Linked DNA regions of Mus musculus: regions 2 and 3 are each linked to region 1. Evidence: chromatin contacts called from public Hi-C and promoter capture Hi-C data. All regions are on one chromosome and are shown on one strand. Each heading gives the region's core, a stretch centred on a gene start, on an enhancer-like site or on the middle of the called end of the contact. The rest is flanking DNA. Distances are from core to core; before and after follow the strand shown.

Region 1 (3,856 bases), core at 1,098-3,597:
AGCCCTGCTTTAAAAAAGGTTCACATCCCACAAAGCAGCTGGTCTCAGGACTGCATTTTGTTCCCCCCCAGATTATCTAAATTAATCAAAGGAAAAATTTCCATCTCCCAACTCAAGATATTTACTAATTTGACAAACGTTTAGAGACCTCCCCAGGTCTTTACCTTCAGGGAAGTTAATTATTATTGGAGATAAAACTTGAACCTACCTTATCTTTTAGTGTGGTGTGCTGACAAGCCAGCACGGGGCATGCTGGGACTTCCAGCAGGCCATTTTATTCCAGTTAGACCAACTGCTTAGTGGGACCTGAAAAGACGGAACAACTTGAAATCTTATGATTACTACCACCAAGACAAAAGATATTCTGAGTAGGAGTAGCTGACAAAAACTGCAATCTGGTCTTACCCCAAATGTCTCCAGCAAAGGAGCCATCTTCTTTCTGTAGGCTCTGAACATAGGCCACGACCTTATCTACGTTGATAACATGAACACTGTCATACAGAGTAAGAATCTGAAAGACAAGCGGGTGTCACAGGTTTGTCCTGGATCAGAGTCACCCACCAGGCCCTCTCAAGCTTACTATAAACTTCTTGTTCCCTTGATAAGGTAAGAAACAGGTAGGGCTTTAACTATCCTCTGGCTCTTCATTGAAACCAAATTTGAACTGGACTGTGCTTCAATTAACATACACAAGGAGTTCACCTTCCAAGGTCTCAGTGTAATTTGTAACTTGCATCAGGTTAGCATTCAGCTAATACATGCCATGACATCACTGACCTGTGGGAAGTAGCCTTTGGGTGGTCACAGCAAGTGGCAAGGTTTCACAAGGGCTCACCTGGACAGCACTGAGCGTGTACAGAAGGTGGGGGTCGTGCCCAATGCTAGCACTTATTCCCCCACACTCATGCTGGCACGACTTGATAAACACCAGGATTTCTTCTCGGTTCATGCGATGAAGCTGTCCCATGAGGTCCATCACAGTCAGGCCCCAATAGACGCCGCTCATTCTCAGGTATTCAGACATGCAGTATTCCTAGGAGAAGCATCTCAGATTTGCCACTCTGACTTTACATAACCCACCTCTACCTAAGTCAGCTGTGAACAACTCGTAAGGCTTTAGAGTGGCGGTTGCCGACCCTTTGGGCCCCACATTCTGATTCCTAACAATGAAACTAGTTATGAAGTAAGTAGCAACAAAAGTTATCTCATGGTCGGAGATCGCCACAACACGTAGAACTGTTAGGAAAGGTCACAGCAGCAAGAAGATTGAGAGCCAATACTCTTAGTCTCCAAGTGCTAACCTCAGGTGAATTAACCAAAAGCAGTATTGATGCCTACTGTTTACTAAGCATCAATTATTGCATTCTACAAATGAAGTCTATGAATACGGAAAGATAAATGACGCTAAAGATGGGAACCAAATGAAGCATTACCTCACAAGCATTTATTCAGGTGAAGGCCTCACTGGCGTGCTGCCAAACCAAACCCAAAAGAACCAGGTGCACAGTTGGCAAGAAGGCCACACATTTGGGCCTATGATTCCCACTAACTGAAAAGTTGTAAAGACAGTCAAATGCCACGCTCTCTAAGACAGAGAGCTGCTGCACAAATACTTTTACCCAAATGACTCCTCCTTGGAGGGTCCCCCCACAGCTTGGGCCTTCTCAAACTCAGCCACCCCTGCTTGCTGCTGGCAACCTCCCCGGCCATTTCCCCAGGCACACCATTACATCAAGTTTAGGTAAAACCTTTTCAAGGTCTCAGCGTAATTCTAGAGCTAAAGTGTTATGACACATCAGCGAATTCAGATAATACATGCCAACACATCATTGACCTTCAAGGTTTTACCCCAGACAGAAATGAGCAAACCCCTTCTACCTGCAGCCCTGCACTTCCGCCCTTTATGTACCAGCACATGACTGATGTGGTCAAATACCAACCTCTGATATACAAGGTACACCTATAATACATTTTAAATCAGGCCTCTCAATTAGTATTATACAAGTAAGTATTATACTTATTGCTGTTAGTCTTAGAAACCTTTCAACAGAAAAAAGAATCATACGCACATAATCATCTTTCTTTGAGCCATAGGAAGCAATATAATCGGCATGCTTCTCCAGCAACAGGGTGTCAGGCGCATCTGACTTGATAGTAACGTCTTTCTGCTGTGTGCCCTTCCAAGAAAAAAGCAGAGATCCCATTCACCATCCGGAAATCGTGACATCTCAGACTCACACATAGCCAGATCTCAGTACTTTTTTTCTTTCAGGTCTCAGAGTAATTCTAGAGCTAAAGTGGTTTATAATCAACTTTAGATTCAGAATACATGCCAGCTCATCATTGACCCGAATCTTGACGCTTATCTTTTGAGTTATGCCAGAAATACACACTCTTGCTTAACAAGTTTGAGGCTTCAGCGCACCTTTCTACAGTCTTCACATGCTAACCCCTTTGCTAAATAATCAGACCCATTAGCTCCAAATTCCACCTTCGATTCTAAGACTCACCCAATAAGTAGGTCAAAGCGATTGCCAAAATAAATTTCCTACTTTATTCAGAGTCTCGGCTATGAAGCCCTGTCTGGTCTGGAACTCCCTGTGTAGACCAGGCCACCTGCTTCTGCCTCACTTCTTTAATCCAAGAGTGTTAGGATTAAAAGGCGTGGGCCAAGGCCGACTTCCTTCCATCCCAGTTAAAATGTTTAACTATGAAACAACATTCGTAAATGATCATGTAACCTTCAAAATACAGGCACGTACAAGTCCCCGATGTTAAGAAAAAATATCAGGCGGCCCAATCCAGGAAGGCTCGCCCACGGTCCGCGGATAAGATCCCAGGCCTCGAGAAGTGCAGAAAACGCTGAGCCATACACAGCTCAAGCGGCAGTCCAAGTATGGCCTAAGGAGGCCGAGGCAGGGGCATTGCGGAGAGCTCCAGGCCAGCCTGGGCCCCACAAGAATGATCGCCTTGCAGGCCCGCCTGTTCCCCATGCTGTGCGAGCCCGCGATGCCCCGCAGCCCGACCCACCGCCCAGACCACCCCTGCCTCCGCGCACCGCAGCGACGGTGCTCTCACCATGTCCGACCGCCGAAAGACTGAAGCGCGCGGGAGCACGGGGAGTCAGGGCCCGCGCGCCTGCGCACACGCGCCCGCCCGGCCGCCCACGCCCTACGTAGCTGGCCACGCTCTGCCCGAAGGACCCCGCGGCCGCGATTTAGCCGGTCGCACACCTGCCTGAAGGACTCCGCGGTCACGATGCAGCCGGCTACGAGTCTGCCTGAAGGACCCCATGTCGCTCAGTTTGCAAAGAGCTTTCCTTAGCATTCAAGGAGCCTGGACATTGATGTCAACCACAGCGTTCAAACCCGGAGTGCTAGTGCAGACCTGTTATCCCAGCACTGGGAAAGCGGAGGCAGGAGGATCAGTGATCCAAATCCTCAGCTGTGTAGGCACTTGGAAGCCAACCTGAGCTCGAGTCCCTATCCCCAATACCCTCGAAGATTGATCAGTTATAGAGTGTCTGTTACCCAGCTAATCAAAAAGCGCCACATATATTGCTATGGAAAGATCCTTGAAAGACACCAGGTGAAAATACATGCTTCGTTTTGATCCCAGAAATCATTAAAATAAGGTTAATTTTTCCACTCTGTGCTGGTAAATTAATATGGTTTAACCTCTTCATTTTTAACCTTTTTTTAAAGTCCTGGGCCTTGAACTCACAACTGAAAATGCTAGGCATGCGATCTCCCCCGCCCAGTTTGCCTCTTCAAAGAATAAAGTATGCCTCCCCACCCTAAAGAACTATAGCTGCAATGCAACTAACTAGTTATAAGTTCATTTATCACTCTAAAGC
Region 2 (3,741 bases), core at 171-2,670, 8.0 Mb before region 1:
AACTCAGGACCTCTGGAAGAGCAGTCAGTGCTCTTAACCCCTGAGCCATCTCTCCAGCTCTCAAGTTTAAATTTTTAATGCTAGAGATTCTTTACCCCATCTAAGAGCCTTCTGCCAGCCCAGCATCTTGATGCTACTCTAAAGTTTCCTGGACATCCTGGGGTTTCACTTGTCCATGTACCTTCCCTATGGTTTTTCCCCAAACTCATTATATAAACAAGCACGGCCACGGGTGTCGGAGCCTTGTACATTCACCCCATTTCCACCACGCGCTGAGATTACAAATACACACCACCATGCCCAGTTTATATGGGTGCTGGTACTGGAACCCAGTACCAGGCAGCGAGCTCTGCCTCCTGAGCTGCACTGATTTGGTTCATGTTTCCGGAGGGTAACCGGAAGCTCTGAATGAGGACTCCTCTGGACCGCTCCTCGCCCATCTTCCCTTGGTTGGACTTATGCTATATTTGCTGCAGTAAACTGTAGCTATATACACGTGGTTACTCAGCTTTCAGCGGGTTCTACAATTTTGTCACATTACCAGGCTGGAGGGTGCGTGAGGGGACCCTGAATTTGCTAATGATGTCAGATCTGAGGATGATTTGGGTAACCCAGGACTTTGTACTTTGGGAACAATTGTATCTCTGTCAAGTCTAGGTACTTGGACGGAAGGAAGTTTTTCTAGAAACACTCAGACCTATTATCTCAGAAATTACAACCCAGCAATATTCCTTGATGTACTCCAGGGACGGTCACCAAAATAAATACTAGGAATATAAACCTGAACAAGGCAGTCTAGCCCGTTCCATTACCAGACTTCGTATTTTTCTGTAGAATTTAGCAGATAAGAATCAGACCAAATGGCAAGTTATTAATGACTATGTCACCTCTGACCAGGCATTTTTAACTGGGATCTAAATATTTACAATGGTACCAACTTGGGGTGGGGGGCTGTAAAATTTCACCATTGACCTCTAGTTTGTGGCAATACTCCGGTCTCATCTTCTCAAGTGCTGGGGTTAGAAGTGTGCGCCCCCACCCCCTGCTTGCTTGTTCTTACTGTTTGGTAGACAACGTCTCCTGCACTGTATTAGCTGTTAAGAAAGGACTTACATGCACCTCGCTGGCCCTCAAATTTGCCTAGGATTATAGGTATGCATGTTTGGTTTTTCTCTGCTTTAAATTACAAGCCCAGAGTGTGACTGTGGCCACTGATTTCCCTCCGGGTATCCTAAGGCTCCCGCTGCTTTTTCCCAGAGATCCTTAAGAAAAAACAAATAAATAACTTGCTTGAGGGCTGTGGAATCCCCGCCTCCAGCATCCTTCCAATCTCCGCCCATGAGTAGGAGCGCGGCTCCGCCGCTAGGGGGCGCAAATGGATAACTCGCCAGCCTGGGGGGCGGGATCAGCCGTGGCTTCCGGCTTCCGGCTTCCGGCCGAGAGAGGGTGGGAACCCGCGGCCGTCATGGCAGCCGAAGAGAAGGACCCGTTGAGCTACTTCGCGGCTTACGGGAGCAGCAGCTCCGACTCGTCGGATGAGAACAGCGAGCCGGAAGACGCGGGTCGCAAGGAGGCGGCCTCGGCTCCGACGACGGGCGGCCGCGGGAAGCAGGCGGAGAAGCGGCTGCCCGGCCCGGACGAGCTGTTCCGCAGCGTGACCCGCCCGGCCTTCCTCTACAACCCGCTCAACAAGCAGATCGACTGGGAGCGGCATGTGGTGAAAGCGCCGGAGGAGGTGAGATCCCCGGCCCCGCGGCCGCCCCGGGGCCCGACGCCCGCTTGCCCCTCCGCCCGCTCGCCCACCCCCGGCTCGCACTCAGCCCGCGCCGCGCCGCGCGTCCCCACGGCCCCGGGAGCCCGGGGGGTGTCAGCCCGGGCCCGCCCCTCCGCGCTCGGGGGTCCCAGCCGGGCGACGACTAACGGTGGTGACTCCCCGCCCCCCGCTGCAGCTTCTCCCCGAGACCCCTTCCCTTTGACGCCGAAGTGCCTGCGCTGCTGCCTCCAAGACAGCGTCTCTGCTGCAGCCTCCTGAAGGGGTCAGCCTGGCCGTAGTATCTGGGACTGCATCCTCCTTTGGTAACTAAAAGTTATTAGCTTTATTTATCCAGGGAACCCTTTGACTTTTTCACCTAACAGTGTTGTGATGTTGATGGAAAAAAAAAAGTGTCTTTTAAGCCTAAAGGATTTTAAAAAAGAAAGAAAGAGGAAAGTCAGCCAGAATGATGAGCAGGGAGGTGCATGCGCTCGTATCCATCGCGGGAACCTCGGTTCGTCACAGGGTTTCTTAATGTGCTTACTCGACAGCCTCCAAAGGAGTTCAAGATCTGGAAGTCCAACTGCGTGCCGCCCCCAGAGACCTACACTACTGAGAAGAAGCCGCCGCCGCCAGAGCTGGACATGGCGATCAAATGGTCGAATATCTATGAAGACAATGGAGACGATGCCCCACAGAACGCCAAGAAAGCCAGGCTTCTGCCTGAAGGGGAGGAGACAGTGGAATCAGGTAAGAGAGAGGAGTGTTGTTGTTTAAGATTTCAGCACTCAGAAAGAAGAAAATCCTTCCGGACAAGGTTTACAGCCTAGTGAGTTGGAAGGCTTGCCCAGAAATTGTCTTTGGATGCTAACGGTCTTTCGATCGTTCGGGTTTTTTGTTTTGTTTTGGGGGGAGACAAGGTCTATGTAACCTGAATGTTCTCGGAACTCATTATGTAGACCAGTCTCTTGAGTGAGGCCAGCCCAGCCTGTCTGTGCCTCAGTATCTCAGTGCTAGGACTGAAGGTGTGTGCCAGCAACCCACGTTTCCGCTCCGTTTGTAAGGATTCTGCCTGAAAGTAGTCTCAGAGGTCTCTGGGTATGATGCCTTATTAGAGCGGCGGGTGTGAACTCGCTCGCGGGTCCTTGTCCTGCATTTGTGACCCACTGAAGGCTTCGCTTCTGTTGAGACAGCAGTGCTTCAGCTAATCAGGGTTGCAGCGTGAAGCAGCTGTGTAGGAGCAGGCCTGGAGTGGTTTGATTTCCTTGCCTTGTTGGTAATCTCGTTTCTGTCGTGCCTAGACTGCTGCAGTAATCTCTTCCTGCAAATCTCTGTCTCCAACTGTAGCTAGTAGTGAGCTTCTACAGTTGATATCTGATTGTGTAACTGGCTTGCCCCCGAACCTCTACAAACTGAAGAGAGCTGGAGAGTTGTGTGACCCGTTCGGTCCCCCTCACCACCGTCATTTTGGGGCTCCATCCCAGCATTTTTATCTTGAAACTCAGACCTGGGTGGACCACACTGGGATGGGTTCTTGCTTTGGTGGGTATTGCCAATAGTCTGGACCGAATGCTTTAAACTCTTGGCTGGTAAAGCCATTCATCTTACAGAAACCAAAGTGGAAATTTTTCTAGTATTTCCTCTCCTTTACCTGGGATGTGCTAGTGCTGCTAACTTAGTTGTGTGTGGCTGCTTTTCACAAGGCCTTCTGCAATACAGTTTGTCAGGCAGCAAGCTCTGATCTGGTCCTGTGTGTGGCCTAGGTTACTCTAGTACATTGTGAGCACTCAGAGGCTGGCTGTTAGACTGAGCTCAGCGTTTTAGACTGTCGTTCTGAAAGCCGTTTGCTTTTTTGTTAAACAAATTTCTGATCTTCCAATACAAGGGCCAACCATAGAGAGAGATGTTTAAGAGAAGGGCTGCTACTGGCAGGAGTCTACACGCACTCTTTTGATCTGTTTGGCAAGGCAGCATCTGACATAGCTGAA
Region 3 (4,187 bases), core at 165-2,664, 9.7 Mb before region 1:
CTCCCCACCCCCATCTTTAGTGAGAGGTAAATATATATGTATATTTTTTTTGAAAAGGAAACATTACACTGAGAAAAGCATCCAGTAACCCCATTAGCTAAAGCTCTTAAGGACAAGCAATACCTTAATGCTGATTAAATCTAAAAGAGATGAATCAAGAGGACTGACCAGAAAGTGACTCCCCTGATAACTAAGGACGGGCCCTCATCAAGTTTCATTTAGAGTTGGAAAAAAAAAAAAAGAAAGCTTTTAAGTTAAATAGGCTTATACTCTAGTAATTACATAGCCAAGCAATTTAGGTCCTGGGATAGTCAGTGAAATAGAAAGCAGAGCTGGCAGCTAGAGGCAAAATCTGCCCCCCTTTAACAACGTCTCTGGTGTTTTTTAATGGAGACCAAGGGAGGGACAAACGTAGCGCTGGCCATTTGTAGTACAAAAATGGATGCTTAATTCATGTCTTGATTTTAATTAGGTGATTCACCGGATTTCTCCTGGATTGGAACAAAAGACTTATAAGCCAAGAGGAATTCTTTTTAAAAGAATCAGCAATGCCAGCTCCTGGTCACTTAGAGCTTTTCGTTCCCTGTTTCAAACAGTGTTGGGGGGGGGGTCTTGACTATCGCCCCCACCCACGCACACACCACTTCTCATCTGAGCAGCCCCTGCCTTTCCTTTAGGAACTGGAACTGCCCCCAGCCCTCTCCAGGGTCCCCACCAGCCCCGTCTCCAAGAAGAACCCTTTTGTAAGCAAGGAACCGCTACAAAGCTGGCGGCCCGGGGCTGCCCTCCTTGCTAGCTCGCAGGCCGGCCTCCGGTAGTTTCAGACTCACGCATTATCTAAGGCGACGTATTGTTTACTTGCAATTTGGGACGGTCAAGGGAAGGAAGCCAAAGAAAACAGCCCCGGCCCCGATCAGTTCCCCCCTCCCTCTCTCCCTCGTCCCCTCCGGGCCCGCGGCGTCCCCAGCCACCCCCTTACCTGCTTCTCCCCTATATTGCAACACTGCGAGAGGCGGCGGCGGCGGCGAAATGCGAGCGGAGCCGCTCGGCTTCCAGGGCAGGGGCGCTGGGGCTGGCGGAGCTGGAGGGAGGGAGGGAGTTCTCGCAGAAGCAGGAAAGGGGAGGAGGGGGCTAAGGGCTGCTTTTTTTTTTTTTTTTTTTTTTAATCGCGTGGCTCTGGGGCGGGTAGAGGGAGCCCCACGCTAAGTGGCAGGCGGCCCGGCGAAGAAGTGTCAAGTCTCAGCCCGAGGGTCCCGGTCCTCAGCCCCCGGCTGCGCGCGAGCAGCTGCAGGCTCCCTCGGCCGGGCCCGCGCGGCGCAGCAGCAGCCACTGCTGCAATCGCGGCTGCAAGTTTGGCAATGTGGCTTCACTTTGTACGCGCCCCCGCCCCCGCCGCGCCCGCGCTCCTCCTCCTCCGCCGCCGCCTTCCTCCCGCCCGCCCGCCCGCTCGGGGCCGCCGGCGGCTCGGCCGAGCTCCCCCCTCCCGCGACCTGCGGCCCGGGAGCGGCGGTGCAGGCTCGGTCCCGCGGCCGGTACGAGGACGCACGGAGTGGGGAGCTGCGGGCCGGCCGGGAGCGCTGGACCGATCGGCTGCCCCGCTGCTGCTGCCCGGCTCGGAGGAGGCGGCGGCGCGGGCCTCTAGCCGGCTCGCTCGCTCCTTCGGCGGCGCTTACACATGTGTTACTGACAGAGCAGAATCCCAACTACTCCCCGGCTCTGCCGCCGACGTCAGCGACCCTCAGCCACTGGGCGGCCGGATTGTTCAGGCGGAATAATAAAACCTGCCAATCCGGGGAAGGACAAAGGGTGACTGAAACGAGACTCGGGGGGCGGGGAGCGAGGCGGGCGGCTGAGCCGGCCGGGCCCGGGAAGGCGGGGGGGGCCCGGGGTCGGGGCACGAGAAGGGACCCGGGTGGCGCGGGGGACGCGGCCAGCGAGCGCGTGCCCAGGCTCAGGACCACACCTGCCTGCCCAGCGCGCGAGGACGCGTGGAGCCCGCCCCCGCAGGGCCTCGGGGATCGCCTTCCCTGGCTCAGAGAACAGACCCTCGGGAAACTTACTTTCCCAGAAATGGGTCTCTTCCTGTTAGGGTAGAGGATTCATTCTGCCGGAGGGAGGTGCAAAAGCGGGTGTTTTGTTTAATTCTTCGGGTTGCAGATTTCAAAACCTTAAGCAAAGTGGGAAGTAGTTCCTACCTAAGTACTGCCAGCTTAACCCCATCTTGCTCCCATTAACCCCAGTGTAAACTGGAAGGAGGAGGCATTTCATAGATGCTTGTCAGTTGCTGGTGAATGCAAATCACACCCTGGTTTTCAGAGATGAAGGAAACTTTATGGGCAAAGCTTTTTGCTCACCATTCTGCTTCAGTGTAGAGGGTGTGATGCTAGCTCCCTCGTAGCCCCCTAAAGCGATGCGAGCATTTGCCAGACCTGCTGCTAGCTCACGACCCTGAAAAAAGACTAGTCGTTTCTTGTACAAACCAAGATTTGAGGAATGCTAGCTAGCTTCAGAGCCTCTTTCCAGGGCCAGAGCTCAGCCTGGATCCTTGAACATCAAGTTATTCAACTTTACTCTGCCAAATAGGTTTAATAAATCTCCGATCTGAGGTTAATACTAGGGTTGATTATTAATAGTAAGTTCCAGAGAGATTTTTCTGTTGGAAATTATCATGGAAGTGCAAAGCTGTACTGCTAAGTATCATTAACTAAAACCAGTCTTGTGGGAGAAGCTTGGAAGAAAGGAAGTTGAAGAAAAATCAGGCAAAAAATCTACAGTCCTAGCAGCTGTGTGCAGAATTTTGGTTCTTTAAACTGCCAAAATTAGGGCAAAGGAATAAATATTGCCTATGAAACCAGGAAGAGGGTGGTTTTAATACCAGTTAAAAATACTCATTTCTGGATTCTAGCTCCTTGAGTTCCTAACATGCTACAGTTAAAAATTATTTTTATGGATTTGTATTTAACGTTGTGTTCTTATGATCATTCACCTTAAAAGCTTTTTTATTAAAAAAAAATCAACGTGATAATAATTGGAATGTCCTATACAGACAACAGCTGCAGAAGGTCATGATGAAAACAGACCAATTTAGGAAAGAGGTTTTTTTATTATTATTATTATTTTGTCCTAACAAAAAACCCAAAGCAAAGCAAAACAATAACCTCAAAGGAGGAGAGGACACTTTAAGATATAAGACATTGTAATATCTGGGTTCATCTCTGACTCATTACAATTTAAATCAATCAAAACTAGGCAATCAGGGATTTTTTGCTTTTAAGACCAGATGCAGAAGTAGATATACTTCTGCTTCCCCTCTGAGATTTCGGGCCTGCACAAGATCTTCATGGCTACTGTTGTATTAAAATACATCATATGGGAAGATTTCCATACCTGTACAAGCCCCTTATTGTACATAAAAAAAAAAGGTCTTTATTTTCTTTTCCTTTAAAATGATTTAAAAAAAAACAAAAACAAAAACCAGCACACATATCATACAGAATCATGGTGAGTTGTGGTATTTCCTAAAGTATGAACATGAAAATGAATATGTAATTCTAAAATGAAATGTTGTAAATTAAGGGGGAATGTGCTCAGGTATCACTAAATGACTCTCTAAGGGTCTGGGTGGTCTTTGTGGAGGGAAGGAAAGGGGAAGGGTCGGAAAGATGGGACTTTGAACTTTTGTCTCCAGGCTACCCCGGGGCCTAAACTTTTAGAGGTGGTTTTAGTGTTTTGATTCGGATTGTGTGTGAAGTCTGCACACACACTCCAGTAAAGTGGAATGGGCGGGGATATATTACCAGAAATCTTGCTTCACTGTGGTTACAGAAGCTCAAAGGTTGTAGAGGCTAACATCTTTGAGGAGTAGGAAGGGAATGCAGTCACTGTAATCAAAATTCAGGTGTACTTTAACCACAGCGCCACCTCTGGGTAGTCTTTATTTCTGCATCCTTTACTCTCCAAACATCCCTGTCTCTTCCAGGTAGCAGCAAGATTCCCCTCTGTATTCTCAAAAGCGCCTGGACTGAGAGAAAAACCAATGCCAGTCTGATTTCAGTGATCCTAAACACTCAAAAATGCTATACAAGTCCCTGCTGGAGAAGGGTACATATAATACAAGTGTTCAGACCATTATAAAAATAGCTCCAAGAAATCATTGTAATGTAAAGTAAAATTAACTCATTCCGAAT

The links. Promoter capture Hi-C pulls out the DNA fragments that hold promoters and counts their contacts. Hi-C and Micro-C count contacts between places; a contact is called where the count stands out from the background.
Region 2: a contact with region 1 is called in a Hi-C map of B cells, with 5 read pairs. The contact joins the promoter of 2410004B18Rik here to the promoter of Rabggtb in region 1. A contact is called at or near these places in 1 of 39 promoter capture datasets (pre-B cells) and 1 of 484 Hi-C or Micro-C datasets (B cells).
Region 3: a promoter capture Hi-C map of liver shows a contact between it and region 1, with 4 times the contacts expected there. The contact joins the promoter of Lmo4 here to the promoter of Rabggtb in region 1. A contact is called at or near these places in 1 of 39 promoter capture datasets (liver) and 1 of 484 Hi-C or Micro-C datasets (CD4 T cells).

The regions. Positions count from the first base shown.
Region 1 is chr3:153,909,856-153,913,711 of GRCm38.p6, forward strand. Rabggtb (Rab geranylgeranyl transferase, b subunit) reads right to left here and starts at 2,348. Exons shown (of 8, transcript NM_011231.2): 1 at 2,070-2,348; 2 at 836-1,033; 3 at 406-511. The coding sequence starts at 2,204. It overlaps Gm24494 (a small nucleolar RNA gene), which reads right to left and starts at 1,835; the gene lies at 1,755-1,835. Snord45c (small nucleolar RNA, C/D box 45C) reads right to left here and starts at 2,334; the gene lies at 2,274-2,334. Snord45b (small nucleolar RNA, C/D box 45B) reads right to left here and starts at 756; the gene lies at 712-756.
Region 2 is chr3:145,936,594-145,940,334 of GRCm38.p6, forward strand. It overlaps 2410004B18Rik (RIKEN cDNA 2410004B18 gene), which reads left to right and starts at 1,421. Exons shown (of 3, transcript NM_025555.5): 1 at 1,421-1,735; 2 at 2,305-2,503. The coding sequence starts at 1,466.
Region 3 is chr3:144,203,841-144,208,027 of GRCm38.p6, forward strand. It overlaps Lmo4 (LIM domain only 4), which reads right to left and starts at 1,415. Exons shown (of 5, transcript NM_010723.3): 1 at 980-1,415.